2 separate regions of the Mus musculus genome follow, and region 1 is linked to region 2. Evidence: chromatin contacts called from public HiChIP or PLAC-seq data. All regions are on one chromosome and are shown on one strand. Each heading gives the region's core, a stretch centred on a gene start, on an enhancer-like site or on the middle of the called end of the contact. The rest is flanking DNA. Distances are from core to core; before and after follow the strand shown.

Region 1 (7,811 bases), core at 3,943-6,442, 330 kb after region 2:
TCCCTCTCCCTCTCCCTCTCCCTCTCCCTCTCCCTCTCCCTCTCCCTCTCCCTCTCCCTCTCTCTCTCCCTCTCTCTCTCTCCTGAAGCTTTCTCTGACCTGGTCTGGGATAGATGCTGACATCCAGGTTCTCTGCTGCCAGCCAAGGCATCATGCCAGTGTGCACGCTGTGGTTAGTGGACTGTGAGCCTTCCTCCATACCCCAGCTGTGAGCTTCCTGGTGGCAGAGCTTACCTGGGAGTGTTGCTCATCCTGGGCTAGGTCTGAATCAATAGGTCTGCACTAAATGCAGAGTGTTGCAGGCTCACTTTGGAATCTTACCAGTCCTCCTCTAAAGTCTATGTAAGTCTTTCCTCTTCCTATCTGTAAAGAAGGTCAGCAGGGCCATCTCAGCACAACTGCATCAGGCCAGACCACAGGGCTGCATTCTAGTGAGACAAGGCTCCAACAGGCTTAGGATCACAAGGCTGAGAGAATAGAAGGGCAGCCATGCCTCGGAACCCACCAAGGCATCCCATATCCAAAGTGAGGAAACTGGTGTGTTAGGCTAAGACCCTGTTGTGGATCTACCTGGACCTTCCTCTGGAATCAAAAGCCTGAGAACCCTCCTTGTCTACGTTTCCTTCACCCTAACTCCCAAGCCACTGGGCCTGCCAAACCTCTGTTCCCTCTGCATCATTTGTACGTGAGGTCACCATTAGGACCACAGAATCACTGTTAGGAAACTCGACCCCTCACTTTGGAGGTACCCACAACTAACATCAGATTGGGTGCACACCCCACATGGCTTCATATGCACCAAGCATATTCAGATCTAGGTTGACTTCTCTTGCAAGGGCTGGGACAGGGAGGTGTCTCTGTGAAACAGATCAACCTGGGTGACTTGGCTGAGCTCCTCAGCCACTTCAAAGCTCTCTCTCTCTCCACCCCTGCATGTTCTTGGTCCCCTGGCTCCTCACCTGTTGTCCCCCACAGTGACCACCTCCTACCCATGCCTTGGCTTCTGCCTGCCAGGGACCTGCTGAGGTGCTACCCATCCCCAGGAGAACAAAGAAGCTTTCTTCCCCACTCTGCTTCTTGACTTATGAGGAACCTGGGACCTGCCTTTCAGAACACGTAAACCATTTCCTTATACTCTGGGGACACAGCAACTTAAGTCACCGAGGGCTGAGTTGACCCCTTTCTGGGTCACCTTCCTCACTAGTTACCACTTCCTGCACATCCCCCCTTCAGTCTGTGCACCCCAACCCTTGACCAGATCTTCCAGCATCTGAACCTCTCCTTACTCTTGCCATGGCTGCTGTATGTACCAGAGGCCCTCTTGGGGTGCTGCCTGCCCCCAGACGAAGACAGTCTGCAGCCCACCCTGGTGGACAAATATGCAAACAGATTGCAAATTGCACATCTTGGACTTTGGGGTCGACTGGTCAGCAATTCAGTTTTCCTGGTGGAGAGACTGATCTATTTAACAAAAATAGAAGCTACGGTAATGCAAAAAATTAAATGCTGCTCGTCTCAGAGCTGCTTACAGCTGCAGATAACCAGGAAGGCAGACTGGGCACCTGGGAGGAGGCCTCCAGCCGCAGGGTTTTGTATCCTGCACACTTGGATCTGAGCAGGCAGTGAGTGGTGCTACCTACTACTCCAACCAGGATCTCTATGCCAACTATGTTACCAAAGCGTGGTGACATCATCTCTCCACCTTCCCAAGCTGGAAAGCAATCACTCTACAGTCTGGATAGGAAACGGCTCAGTTTCAGATCAGCATCTGGGTCCTGCATGGGGGTGGGGGTGGGGGCTGATTAGTATCAGGATCATGAATTTGAAGTGGCAATCTAGGCAAAGGCTCCTTCCCCTCCTGGCTGGTCATGTGACCTGAGACAGCTCCCTGTCCTCTCAGTCCCTCTGTCTCCTCATCTGGAAAGTGGTAAGATGGTACACACTCCATCCCACTGAGGCGGCTGAGGAGTCTGAGAGAGCTCAGGTGTCTTACACGGCTGCTGCCTCAGCAGAGTTCAAAATAGCACAAAGACGGTTTCTCTGCAAGGTGGTAGTGCAGGCAGTGGTTCTGCTATGCAGGCTGTAGAAGGCAACCTGAGGACAGAGGAGCAGAGACTTGTGTCCCCTGGTCATGGTGCTTCAAGGCGCAGCCAGGTCCAGCTTGGGTGTATGCCTTCTGACTCCTTGCCCCTGCCTCTTTTTGTCACCAGACAATGAGAGAAGCTGTGTTTACGTTCACATAGACCCCTGGCTCTTGTACAGGGAAACTAAGTCAATGGTGAAAATTAATGCATTTCAAGAGGGAGAATTAATTTGCTGGTTGGTGATGTTATTGCCATTTTTTACCTGGGAAAAATATATATCTTCTTATAATAGCATTTTAGACAAAGAAAACTTTTTAAATAAACTTTTCTTGTTAGTAAAATTATACTTTTTCATTAAAGAATATCAGAAAGTATTGAAGAGTTGAAAGAAAGGAAGGAAGGAAGCAAGCAAGCAAGAAAGAAAGAAAACATAATAACCCAGTACAAGATTAACCAGTGTTTAGCATTGCTAAGAGGGAGGGGTAAGTTTCATATGGCCTGAACATTCTGTAGAATAATTATCATCCTTTGCTTTTATCATTCTGTATTAGGATATATAACACCAGCTGCTGTAACAAGAGCTTGCTCGGAACCTCTGTGGATTGTCTGAATGTAGAATGTCCCCCACAGGCTCCTGTCTTTGAATGCTTGGTCTCCAGTGCTAGTGGGACTGTCTTGGGAGGCCTTGGAGGTGAAGGCTATTTCTAGAGGAAATAGACCAATCACAAAGGTGCTGGGCCTTGAGGTGTGTTGTTAGACGACATTTCCTGTCCAATCTCTGTTTCCTGGCCTGCCCACATGTATGCAAGCAGACTCACACTCCTGCCACCACAACCCAGAGCCTCGCCAGCCATCACATCATCCTGTGATAGATTAGAACTTCAACCATGAGCAAGACCATGGATGTGCCTCAGTAGTCAAGAGTCTTGCCTGGTGTACATGGGACTCTATATTCAATACATACAGTATTGCCAGATAGAAGACAGTTTCCACTCACCTGTCCCCACTCACCTGTCCCCACACACCTGTCCCCACTCATCTGTCCCCACACACCTGTCCCCACTCACCTGTCCCCACACACCTGTTCCCACACACCTGTCCCCACTCACCTGTCTCCACACACCTGTTCCCACACACCTGTCCCCACTCACCTGTCTCCACACACCTGTTCCCACACACCTGTTCCCACACTCCTCACCTCTCCCACTCACTTTACCTGTGTCACCTATCATGTTCTTTGTCCATCTTCTCCTCAGTCACCCTCTTCAGCTTCACAGTCAATGTTTCATGATTTGACTTCTCAGCTGTTTTCCTGCCCCAGGGCCTTTGAACACTCTTGTGATTCCTTCTTCCCAAGATACCCCCCTGCCTGTTGCTTTAAGCTCACCTAAAATTGCTTCATTTCTCAGCCCAAAATCCACCTCCCTCTAAAAGACCTTCCTGGATCCCCCCTAGTCTAAATTAGGGTCTTGTTTTCTTGCACAGCAAACTGTTCTTTTTCTTCATGTTATTTATTAGTAATTCTATACGTCTCCGTGTGCCTATTATTAGTATTTATCTCTCCCAGCAGACTGCAAGCTCCGTGCAATCTAGGCCTGGATTTTGCTCACTTTTTGATGCTGGTACTTGCCAGACTCATCACCGCCACCCAGCACAGCTTGTTGGCTGACATGTTTTGGGGTATTTTGTGCTCCTGTATCAGAGTTCGCTTTACACTATTCCTTTATTCTGTGCACATTTCATGCATGTCTGATATTTGCTGTTCCCAAAACCTGCCTCTGCTTTCACACTAACCAAAGAGAAGGAGCAGATCTTCTCTTGTGGACCATCCACCAGCCTTCTCAAGTCTCCACTTCCTTCTGCTGAGCCCAGCCCTGCCTTAGGCTACCAAGTGCTTTGTGGAAAGTTGCTACTTGGGCTTTTACTCCATCTTACCAACCTCAGAGAGTGGCAGTGGGCAGGCCACGCCTCATGCCCCACCCCTCCTCTGACTTTCAACCTCCCTGCCTCTCACACCACACATCTGAAGGCTCAGACCTCTCCAAAGAGTCTGCAGTGTAAGAAAAACATTTTAAATAGAAGGCAAAATATGGCCTCTCCTATAGTCCAAGGAGACACGCAGGGGAAAAAGAACTTTTTCTGCCTTTACAGAACACAGGATAGACAGATCTAATTATTTGATCTTTCCCTCTCTTTTAAGTTCTGCTGTCCCTGTGGGGACAGAGGATACCTTCTCCTCCATGCCTGCATGGTATCAAGCTCCACCCTCCATAAATGGGGACCCACTCTGCAGTCTTGTAGCTCCAATAACAATATTGTGTTGTTCCTTGGAGACTGTTGCAGACCCAGGTGAAGAACCAGTCAATGTCTACAGGACTGTCCACTCAGCCTGCGATGGCTGCCCACTTCTCCAGCAAACTGGGCAGGGCTCCTGGCCCTCAACCTTCAGCTTTTCAAGATCCACTCACCTGCGAGTGGGAGCTGGAGACATGGCTAAGCCGTGAAGAGCAATTGCTGCTCTAGCAGAGGACCTGGTTTGATTACCAACACCAGCACTGACATTAGGTAGCTCACAACCACCTGTAACTTCAGTTCCAGGGAATCCAATACCCTCTTCTGGCCTCCACTGGCACCTGCACACACGTGGTATACATACAGACAAGCAGGCACATGCACACACATTAAAATGTTTTTAAAACTAAATTTAAAAAAGGAACTCTCCACCTCTGTGCAGATTTTACACGCATGCATATGTACAGAGATATGCACATAGACATAAAAACGCATGCACACATATACATACATGCACATGAACACATGCACAGACACATGCACTAAAGCATATATACAGTGGAGTGTGCATGATCACACACACACTCACACACACGCTCAGATACTAGTACATGCCCCTTCTCCCACAGCAAGCGTGACTGCCCAGAGGCAAATATGCACTCCAAAGCCACGCTCAGGAAGAAACATTTCCCAGCATGCTCTGAGAAGCACAGACCGTGACTCTGTCCAGTACCCAGGGGCCAGGCCCTCAGGCTGTGCTCGGGGATCTCCTCTCTGATTCGTTACCAACTTCAGCCAAGGGCTGCCTGTCAACCTCACCAAAGCCGTCACTTCTGGCCTCTCAAACCTGATGCCAGTCCCGGGCAGGCCAGCCCATCCTCTGCTGAGAAGCTGAAGCTGAAACCACAAAAGAAAGGAAGGAAAGAAGAGGCCCCAGTCTAAGGCTTGACCCATGTGACTTATAAGTCACTATTGTGTATGTTCTACATCCAGTAGTGAACTGTTGGAGATACAGTCTGAAAGCAGAAGCTTTTCTAAAAGGGTCCTGGAGCCTACAGGATGCACTCCCCCCTCCCCCTCCCTGCTCCCCTCCCCCTCCCTGTTCCCCTATCTCTATCCCCATCTCCACCCCATCCCTGTTCCTCTCCCCATCCCCATCTCCACCCCCCATCCCACCCCACCCCCACCCTACTCCACCCTAAGGATTAGACCTGGCACTAAAGTGACTTAGATAAAATAGATTACTTATTAAATGTCCTTCTGGGCCCAATGCAGGGCCAGTCTCCTTTCTAAGTCTCTTCTTTAATCTTCCCACACTGTCCTGAGAGGTAGGAATTGTTCTTTCAGATAGAAGGCCTGAGGCTCAGAGACAGCATGACAGTCCCCACTCTCTGGCCAGTCCTGAAGCTGAGTTCCCCACATCCCCCCTCCTGTATCCCCCACCCCCACACGTGTAGCTCACACGCTGCCCTGTCAGCTGAGATTGATCGTCATGAAGCAGGCTGCTTTTTAAAATTCTCCTTTTAGCCATAGCGTTTTTAAATTAATTTTTGAGGTTAGCATACAAAGTAATGGATTTCACTGTGGCATCTTCATGTGTGGGTGTCATTACACTGTGTCCTCATGGGCTGTCTTCCTTACTGTCCTCCTCCCCAGGGGCTCATGGCCTTCCACTCTTTCTTATACAACATCTCTTTCAGAGGAAAGCAAACCCTTGACTCATCTCCACCTTGGGACTTTCCTCAAGGATTTTATTTCCGAATCTGCTCCACAGAGGTTCTTATCAAAACAAGTTAGACCCCTGTGTCAGCCCAGGACTTCCTTGGGAGGGCTGGAACAAGCAGGGTTGTCCCTGACGTGATACATGGCAAGCATTCCCAGGTCCCTGGAGGTGGAGGGATAGGAAGGAAGGTGGGGCTGTCATTGCCTCTGCAAGGCCAGAGGGGTCTAGCATCTTCATAGGGTGCTGATCGAAATGCTATCTAACTTCCAAATGGGTTTCTCAAAGTGATCAAGGAGCAGATGTAGAATACAAATCAAATAAAGAGGTGACATCGAAGCACGCTGGACCCTGTGGATGCTGCCCCTAGCCCTGCCAGATCTGCCACACTGGAGACTGTATCTCTCTAAGCACTCAGCAGGTAGCTGGGTACCACTTGGCCCCACTCCATCTTTGATCACCTGTAGCTTTTACTACTGTGCCCAAAACCAGGATGGGGATTGGGGAAAAAAAATCCCTGATATGAACTTTTCCCTGTGAATGCTTCCCATTAGCAAGACGCAAATGGAACTGGTTAGCAGGGGATTATGGGAAATGTGACTGGGAGGCCTGAACACCCCTGCAACACAGAGAAGAATATATGGATGAGAGAGTGAACTATGAGTATTGCCTGGGTCGCAGCTACCAAACCCTGTTGCCTTGGGATCTAATTTCTCACATGGATTGGTCCCCAGTGAGGCGGCAGCCCTGGACTGGCTCTGCTCAAGGAGAGCCGTGACATTTATATATGTAAAGGCTTTCTGAAAGGGGAGCACAATTCTGGGGTTTTAGAAAGTAGGAAGGAGACCAAGACACAGCTCCATGCTGCCTCTCTCGGCAGCCTGAGGAGTCCCCTCATCTTCTAGGAACCTTAGTGTGGGTCAAACTGAGATTGGTGGCTTCGGAGCAAAGAATTTTAGGTCGAACCACTTTAAACATAGAGTTAAATATGAGAGGTAGAAGAAAGAGAATTCAGAAGGAAACACAAGGCCTGCCTGAGGGCACGGACTTGGGAACTGCGGAGAGTAATACACACACCCACGTGTGGGCAACAGGCTCCTCAAAGGACAAAAGTCCTTGTCTTATTAGTAATTCTATATGCTATTTTGGAGATGCTTGAGTTATATCTCAAAGGGTTGCTAAGAAACATATATTTCCTTCTCTCTATCTTTTGATAAGTGAGGTGGGTCTGAGCCGGCAGAGATGGAATTGTAACCTGACAGGCTGCACAAGAGGGTTAGTACTTGCCTGTCCCTGTAAACAGGGCGTCTAGTGAGAATCCTAGGAAAGCACACGTTTGCACCTGTGACAGGGCAAAGGCCTTAAGCAGGGGCTAACCCCGCCGGAACTCTTGCATCCCCGCTGGAGAGAAAGGTCAGCTGTGTTCCGGGACGAAGCCTCCTCTCTCCTCATGTCTCCAGTTTTCCCTGTCTTCCTACCTGCCTCTCACACTGTTTGACTGCAGTGATCTACCACAAAAAGCCAGAGAAGGCTGGTGAACCCTAGGACTTCTCTCAGAAGCCCTCGCCTCCTCCTCTTCCTGCCCACATCCCCTCCCCAACAGGAAGTCTTGGGTTAGGTTGCCGGAAGCAGACAGTGAAGCAAGTGTTGCCTACAGGAAGGGAGGTGGGAATGAGACCCAGGAGCAAGGACTGCAGAAAGAACTCAGAGAAGCA
Region 2 (6,804 bases), core at 1,237-3,736:
GGATGGTCCCACCCACAAGGGGGCCTCCCCTCTTGATCACTAGTTGAGAAAATGCCTTACAGCTGGGTCTCATGGAGGCATTTCCCCAACTGAAGCTCCTTTCTCTGTGATAACTCCAGCCTGTGTCAAGTTGACACAAAACTAGCCATTACAGCCCCATAGGTTCATATGTTTGAGTTACTGGTCCCTAGTTGGCAGAACTGTTTTGGGAAGGATTAAGAGGTGTGTCTTGTTGACGAAGGCGTATTACTGCGGATGGGTGGGCAGTAAGGTTTCCAAAGCCCATCCTAGACCCAGTCTTTGTTTCTGCCTCCAACTTCAGATAAAACATAAGCATTCAGCTACTGCTCCAGTGCCATGCCAGCCTGCCAGCCATGCTCTTACCATGCTGGTCATGGACTCACCCCTGAGACTGTAAGCAAGCCCACAATTAAATGCTTGCTTGTGTTCTCTCTCTCTCTCTCTCTCTCTCTCTCTCTCTCTCTCTCTCTCTCTCTCCCTCCCTCCCTCCCTCCCTCTCTCTTCCTTCTTTTCTTCCTTTCATTTCTGTTCTTTTTCTTTTCTTTTCTTTTCTTTTCTTTTCTTTTCTTTTCTTTCTTTCTTTCTTTCTTTCTTTCTTTCTTTCTTTCTCTCTTTCTCCCTTTCTTCCTTTTCAATTTCTGATTTTGTTTCTTTCTTTTGAGGCAGGGTTTTCTGCGTAGCCCGCCCTGGCTGTCTTAGAACTAACTCACTCGGTAGACCAGGCTGGCCTTGAACTCAGAGATTGGCCTGCTTTTGCTTCCCAAGTGCTGGTATTAAAGGTGTTCATCACCACCACGTGCCTAAATACTTTCTTGTATAGGTTTCATTGGTCATGGTGTCTTGTCATAGCAATAGAAAAGTAACGAAAACAAAACTCTAGAATCCAGTTGACTACCCTCTCCAGCAAAGAAGCCTGAATCCCAGCACAATTACAGCTGCTCATGGCTTTTCTTCCTCCCCAGCTGTGAACCTGCAGGTTTCTAGGACTTTCACCAAAAACCTCATGATAGAGAAAGGACATGTCTTAAACCCTTCGGGCAACCCTATGAGTTTTACCTTGTGAGTGTTAGATTTGAACTGAGGGCTAACATCACATTTGCCTGCAATCTTATAGACACTAGCAGGCTGCCAGTGGAGGAAGTCTGTGACAGGCTCCCAGCCACCACACCACTTATGGAAAAAATGCTAAAATACAGAGGTGAAGCATCTGTCAGGCAGTCCACACAGTTCCCTCTGGGCTCCCTGATGCTGCATGGAAAAGGAGACAGCCTGTCTGAATGTGTAGGGCAAACTCCCAACAAGGTACCAGGACTGGAGGAGAAGGCAGGCACATTTAGGAATCATAAACATCACATGTCAAAGGGCAGAGACACATCTCACCCACCAGTTTCACCCACCCCATGAAGGCACCTAGAATGTCATTCTTCCACTTCTCCCTCACTTTCTCTAGACTCCTTCCTCTCTTCCCCACTCCCCAACCCTCTCCTAACCTCTAAAAGTATGTTTTCCAATCAGAAAGTTCCCTCTCTGTTCATACCCTGTCATGTTCTGTTACTAAAACTAACCTGGAGGAGGGGTGGGGAGGAGCCAACCTTGTCTGTGTCCTCCAACAGATTTTGATTCTGCTCAAGTGACTCTGGAGCCATCCTCTTGTCTCACCAATAGAAAAAAGAAGGAGAGTGGGGGAGGCACATCAAAATGGCATGTATGGCTAATGCTAAGACATTTAATTGTGCCTCTCCTTTGGTCAGCCCACACCCACTATTGAAAATACGTCTGATTCTTACCCTGGAAGCTATCTTGCTCATAAGTCTCCTGCTTCAGATATGTACCAAAAATACCCTTTGATAAATTATAAACCCATACTCGTGCTGCCAAGAATACTTTTACTTCTTTGAATGTCTTTCTTTCCATTTTCAATAAAATCCTAGCTTTGGCCTGCATAGTGGGACATGCCTTCAGTTCCCAGAATTTGGGAGACAGAGGCAGGTGGATTTCTGTGAGTTTCAGGACAGCCTGGTCTACACAGCAGATTCCAGGCTAGCTAAGGCTACATAGTGAGACCCTGTCTCAATAAAAGAAAATGAAAAACTCTGCTTCGTTTGGATTTATCATCCTGAAACGTTTCCAGCATTGAAGACAGGATTTGGGTTTGACACAAACCCAGGTCCCTAAGAGATTAAGGGACCTTCCGGCTGCTGAGGGTGACAAGCGTGTTTCTGTCTTCTCATCTCTCACAATCCTACCTACAGTTCTTGTGACCTGTGACCCCTGTACAGGGCACCTATCGTCTTTAACAAATGGGAAGCCAGGCAACCCATACCATCCTGACTAATATATTTATATAGCATATGATTACAAATAATGAAATAAATATCATTGTTTACAGGCAAGGTTTAGTCAGTGCTGATTCTATATTAAGTGTCAAACACAACCCCACACACTTTGAGGAACTTCTTGGTGAGACAGGCAAGTCATACTTACACTTCCCCAAGACTGTTAATAGAGATAGCCCGCAAAGTTCTTAAAGAAAGCCTTCGGCTTCTTTCTTCCTGCTGGAAAAGGCTGAAGAACTGGAGCTCAAGCAACTGCAGTGGATCATGGGTAAGCCATCCATGAGAACGGTGAACCCGTTCCCACTGCCTGCTCCAGGCCTCCGGTAAGTGGTGGAGAAGTGAGCACCCAGTTCCTTTGGGTCTCTGTGAATCTCTGTTGTCTGCCCGTGCACATACATCAGGTTGTTGCTGAAACAGCTGTAACGGAGCCCTCACTCTTCCCCCAAATCTGGCTCTGACAGTGCGGTGGCTTAGAAAGCAAGCTTCGGATTCTTGACCACTTCCTCCTTTGAGCCAGCAGGCTCCTCACTGCTCCAGTCAATAGAACCGGGTGGACGCTACGCTCTGCGTGTTCCAAATCTGATCATAAAAGGAAAGGACACCAGGCAAGCCATCCAACTGCACAGCTACTGCCACGCTGGGGAGGCTGAGCCAGGCCTCCGTGCCCCCGAAGGAGACCCCAGGCATTCAGACACCAGGCAAGTGTGTGAAGCAGCTGTGGTAGACATGGTTCCTCCCATCTCTTAGCTCAGAAGTCGCTTCAGCTCCCAAGTCGTCTCAGCGCCAGCTAAGTCATCTTAGCCAGGAGTCACCAGAGTCCTGGGCCAGAGGTCCATCTCAAGGAGTCCCAACCAACCAGGTCCTGACTCGCAGGTCCCACGTAAGGGAGGAGTGGCAGAGAAACAAGAAAGGAACCAATTTCAGTGAAGCCAATGCCAAAGTGCTCTCTCTCTCTCTCTCTCTCTCTCTCTCTCTCTCTCTCTCTCTCTCTCTGTGTGTGTGTGTGTGTGTGTGTGTAAAACATTGTTTTTCATTCTCAGTTGCTCTCCACCTTAGTTTTTGAGACAGGATCTCTCAGTGAATCTGAAGATTACCAATTAGCTAGGTTGATTGATTATGTAGGCCCATAAGCCCCACAACCCCAGGGCTGGGGTTATAGACTTGCTCTACTATTTTTAAATTACTTTTGTTATAGAGACCCCACCAGGGATAGCCACCCAGACATATTCCCCACTGGTTTATGGGCATGAATCAAAACATTGGCTCGTCCTATTCTCGTGCATAACTGGTCCTAAGGACAAGTTCTTTAGTTGGCTATGTAGTTGAGGATACAGATTCTCACTGTGAGCCAATCAGATTAAGAACCACTGGTGATCAGCCATGGAGACCAGGTAAACTGAGACTGATACAGAGATTGATACCAGTCACCTGAGCAGTCTCCTTTCTTCCCTTTCTTTTAGTTTTTCTATGACCATGGCAATGTTTTCCCTAATTAGCACTGATTGGTTGGCATAGAAACAGCAAGTTTCCCTGAAGGCCACGCAAAGTTTCTCAAAGAGGGGGTCCAGCGTCCTTCAGTTCTGTAGGACTACCTCTGCAAGGGAGTCAACTTGGATCTCTAGCCTGGAAATGGAATTTTCCATATGGCCTAGGCCTATGTCTATCTGAGAGCTGAGTTCTTCAAAGTTTCGGTTCCCAGTGATCAAGGCTGAGGTGCAATGACAGTTGTACCAGCTACTAGGATTGGGACCAGAATAGGGCCCTGTTTGACCTTCACTGAGTCAAGGTCAACTCTCTTCTCCATTATAGGCATATACCTGGGAGATAATATATATCAGTACACATAGAGTGGGGGTATGAGCTTCCAGTGAGTTGGAGGGTACATATTAATTCAAGCAAGCAAGTAATTTGAAGATACGAGGACAGGATAACCCACCACTGGCAGGGAGTGCATAAAATTGTGATCCCTATAGGCCTTTTTCCAGCCAGTCTTCTCCACAACCCGATTTACTGATCCTCATCTCTCCCCTAGACCCACATTGTCCTATCCTTGGAAGGGACACAGAGCAGAGAGCAGGGGTCTATCAAAAGATAGTTTCTCAATCCCTGGTTTTACTAAATTCCCATGACCAGGTTTGGGCTGATGAGGATCATGTATCTCAGGTTAATAAACTCTGGAGAGTCTTATCTCAAAGGGGTCTGAGGCCCAAGTGACAGTCCATCTGTCCTCAGCTGCCATTTTCCCCAAGGGATGACACAAGGCACTTTGACAGCAGTTGTGGAGGTGAGGAGAACTGGGTAGAGTCCCTTCCAGACAGGTTCCAGAATCCAGACAGGGATTCTCTTTATCCAAACCAAGTCTCCTGGCTGGAACTGGTGGGCAGGTCCAGGGATGGGAGAAGGCAGGATTCACTTCTCAGGCTGGTCAATGGTCTGGTGAGTTTCCATCAAAGCCAGCAAGGACATGAGAAGACAGTGATTAGACCAGTGGTTCTCAACCTGTGAATCATGACCTCTTTGGATGTTGACCAACTCTTTCACAGGAGTTCCCTAAGACTATCAGAAAACACAGATATTTACATTACAGTTCAAAACACTAGCAAAATTACAGTTATGAAGTAGCGACAAAATAATTTTATGGTTGGGGGTCGCCACAACATGAGGAACTGTATTAAAGGGTCAGAGCATTGGGAAGGTTGAGAACCACTGGATTAGACAGTTATGCCTGGAGAATATCTTAGATTTGGGAAGAACGAGAGGTGGTCTCCCAAACATAACTTTAAAATGAGTAATTAATCTCCTTGCAGTAGGGAGTACATTGGTCCCTGAGCAGGGTTGTGGGGAGGGGCAAGCTGCCTAATTTTTTTTTTTTTTTTACTAGTTCCCGGACACCTATTTGGTCACCGTCTCCTTAAGAGTTCTATTTATCCTTTCTACCTGACCCAAGCTCTGTGGTCTGTATGTACAATGGGAATTCCAATGAACATTTAATACCTTTGTCAGATTTTTGAGACACTCAGTCCATGAAGGCCAGGCCATTGTTGGACTCCAAATCTAGGTGTGGTCCATACCTTGGAATTATTTCCTGAAGAAGTTTCTTAGTAACTTTTGGAGCAGTCTCTGTTTGGGTGGGTTAGGCCTCCACCTAGCCTGAGAAGTCTACAACTTCTTTGCTGGTCTACAAACACCAGCAAATACTTAGGGGGAAAAAACCAGTAGGCTTGATCTCAGTAAAGCCCAGTCACAGTGTTCCACAGGCCTACTTCATGGAACCCCGATGCCTTGTGGGATCTTGCTTCCCTGCTGGCGTTTACCTGAGCCTAGGTGGCTCACCTGAATGTGGTCTCTTTAATCAGACTTTCCAGACTTAGAACGTAACACCTGGGTCTAAGGAGCTCAGCAGTGCCTGTGGCCCCTAGGTAAGTGGCTTGCTGGGGGTCTGAATCTCATCGTCTCTCCAGACTCACAGGAAGGCTGGGGCTGCCGTTTGGCATTTACCATCCTTGTTTATTCTTGTTCCTGTGTCACACGGTCAATCTCCAGAGTTTGCTCCAGGTGGTCTTGTAAGCTGGGCTTTGGCTGGGTCACCAAGATTTGAAAAGACCCCATTGGTTCCAGGCTACTTCCTGGGCAGTCAAGTCAGCCATTCTGTTGCTCCTGGCTTCTGGGTCATCTCCTTTGTGGTGTCCTTTGCGATGGACAACGGCCACTCTCTTAGGTAACCCGATAGCCTCAAAAAGGGCTAAGATTTCTTCTCTATATTTTTATTTCTTTTCCTGATGAGGTTCACAATCCTCCTCCCCTGTCCAGAGCCCCATGGACATGGTAGAAACATATCAGCTATCAGTGTGTATGGCAATTGTCTTCTTTCCCTGAGCAGAACACTGAGTCAAAGCTGAAAGCTCAGCTCATTGAGTTGAGGTTCCCCTGCGCAAAGACTTCCCAGATCTTATCTGGGGTCACTGCCACTGCCCCACATGCCCCATCCCATCGTGGATAAAACTCTTCCTGTCTGTGAACAACATCTCAGACAATGGAATGTCAGTCAGATCAGGCCTGACAGACTGGGTCGGGTCAGTCGCCTCAAGACAGACACATGGGGGACACACGTAGTTGTCCCCTGGCAGGGTTGACATCTTGTGGAACTTAATATGGGGTTGATACAGAAACAGTGTATTGGGTCATCTGAACGTAGATACCCTCCTCTTGGGTATCCCCCTCAAGAGGGCCTCAACAGAGTGTCTGGCTGTCAGAAACAGCTCCTGATCTAAAGCTAACTTGGCCCTTATACATGCTGGCCATCTGGCTGCTACCAGATCAAGTCTCTGAGACAGATAAGCCATTTGTCTTTTCCAGGGTCCTGGAGCTTGCATGAGGACCCCCAGGCAATGCCTCTGGCATCATCCACTTACAAGTGAAATGGTTTAATAATGTATGGGAAGCTCAA

The links. HiChIP or PLAC-seq counts read pairs in DNA pulled down with a chosen protein or histone mark.
Region 1: a contact with region 2 is called in an H3K4me3 HiChIP or PLAC-seq map of bone marrow-derived macrophages, with 5 times the contacts expected there. The contact joins two enhancer-like sites. A contact is called at or near these places in 1 of 39 promoter capture datasets (the C10 cell line), 1 of 115 datasets of contacts at active chromatin or transcription factors (bone marrow-derived macrophages) and 1 of 9 other capture datasets (embryonic stem cells).

Annotation. Positions count from the first base shown.
Region 1 is chr4:46,752,397-46,760,207 of GRCm38.p6, reverse strand. All of the region lies in intron 7 of Gabbr2 (gamma-aminobutyric acid (GABA) B receptor, 2), which reads left to right. Among named protein-coding and RNA genes, the nearest start is that of Gm32208, 93 kb to the left of the region's middle. Within about 2 kb of position 5,192, at least 58 of the 459 cell types and tissues checked have an H3K27ac peak or open chromatin away from gene starts, as enhancers often do. A contact at or near this core is called in bone marrow-derived macrophages, where this site is marked.
Region 2 is chr4:47,076,518-47,083,321 of GRCm38.p6, reverse strand. No RefSeq gene overlaps it. Among named protein-coding and RNA genes, the nearest start is that of Galnt12, 12 kb to the left of the region's middle. Within about 2 kb of position 2,486, at least 39 of the 459 cell types and tissues checked have an H3K27ac peak or open chromatin away from gene starts, as enhancers often do. A contact at or near this core is called in bone marrow-derived macrophages, where this site is marked.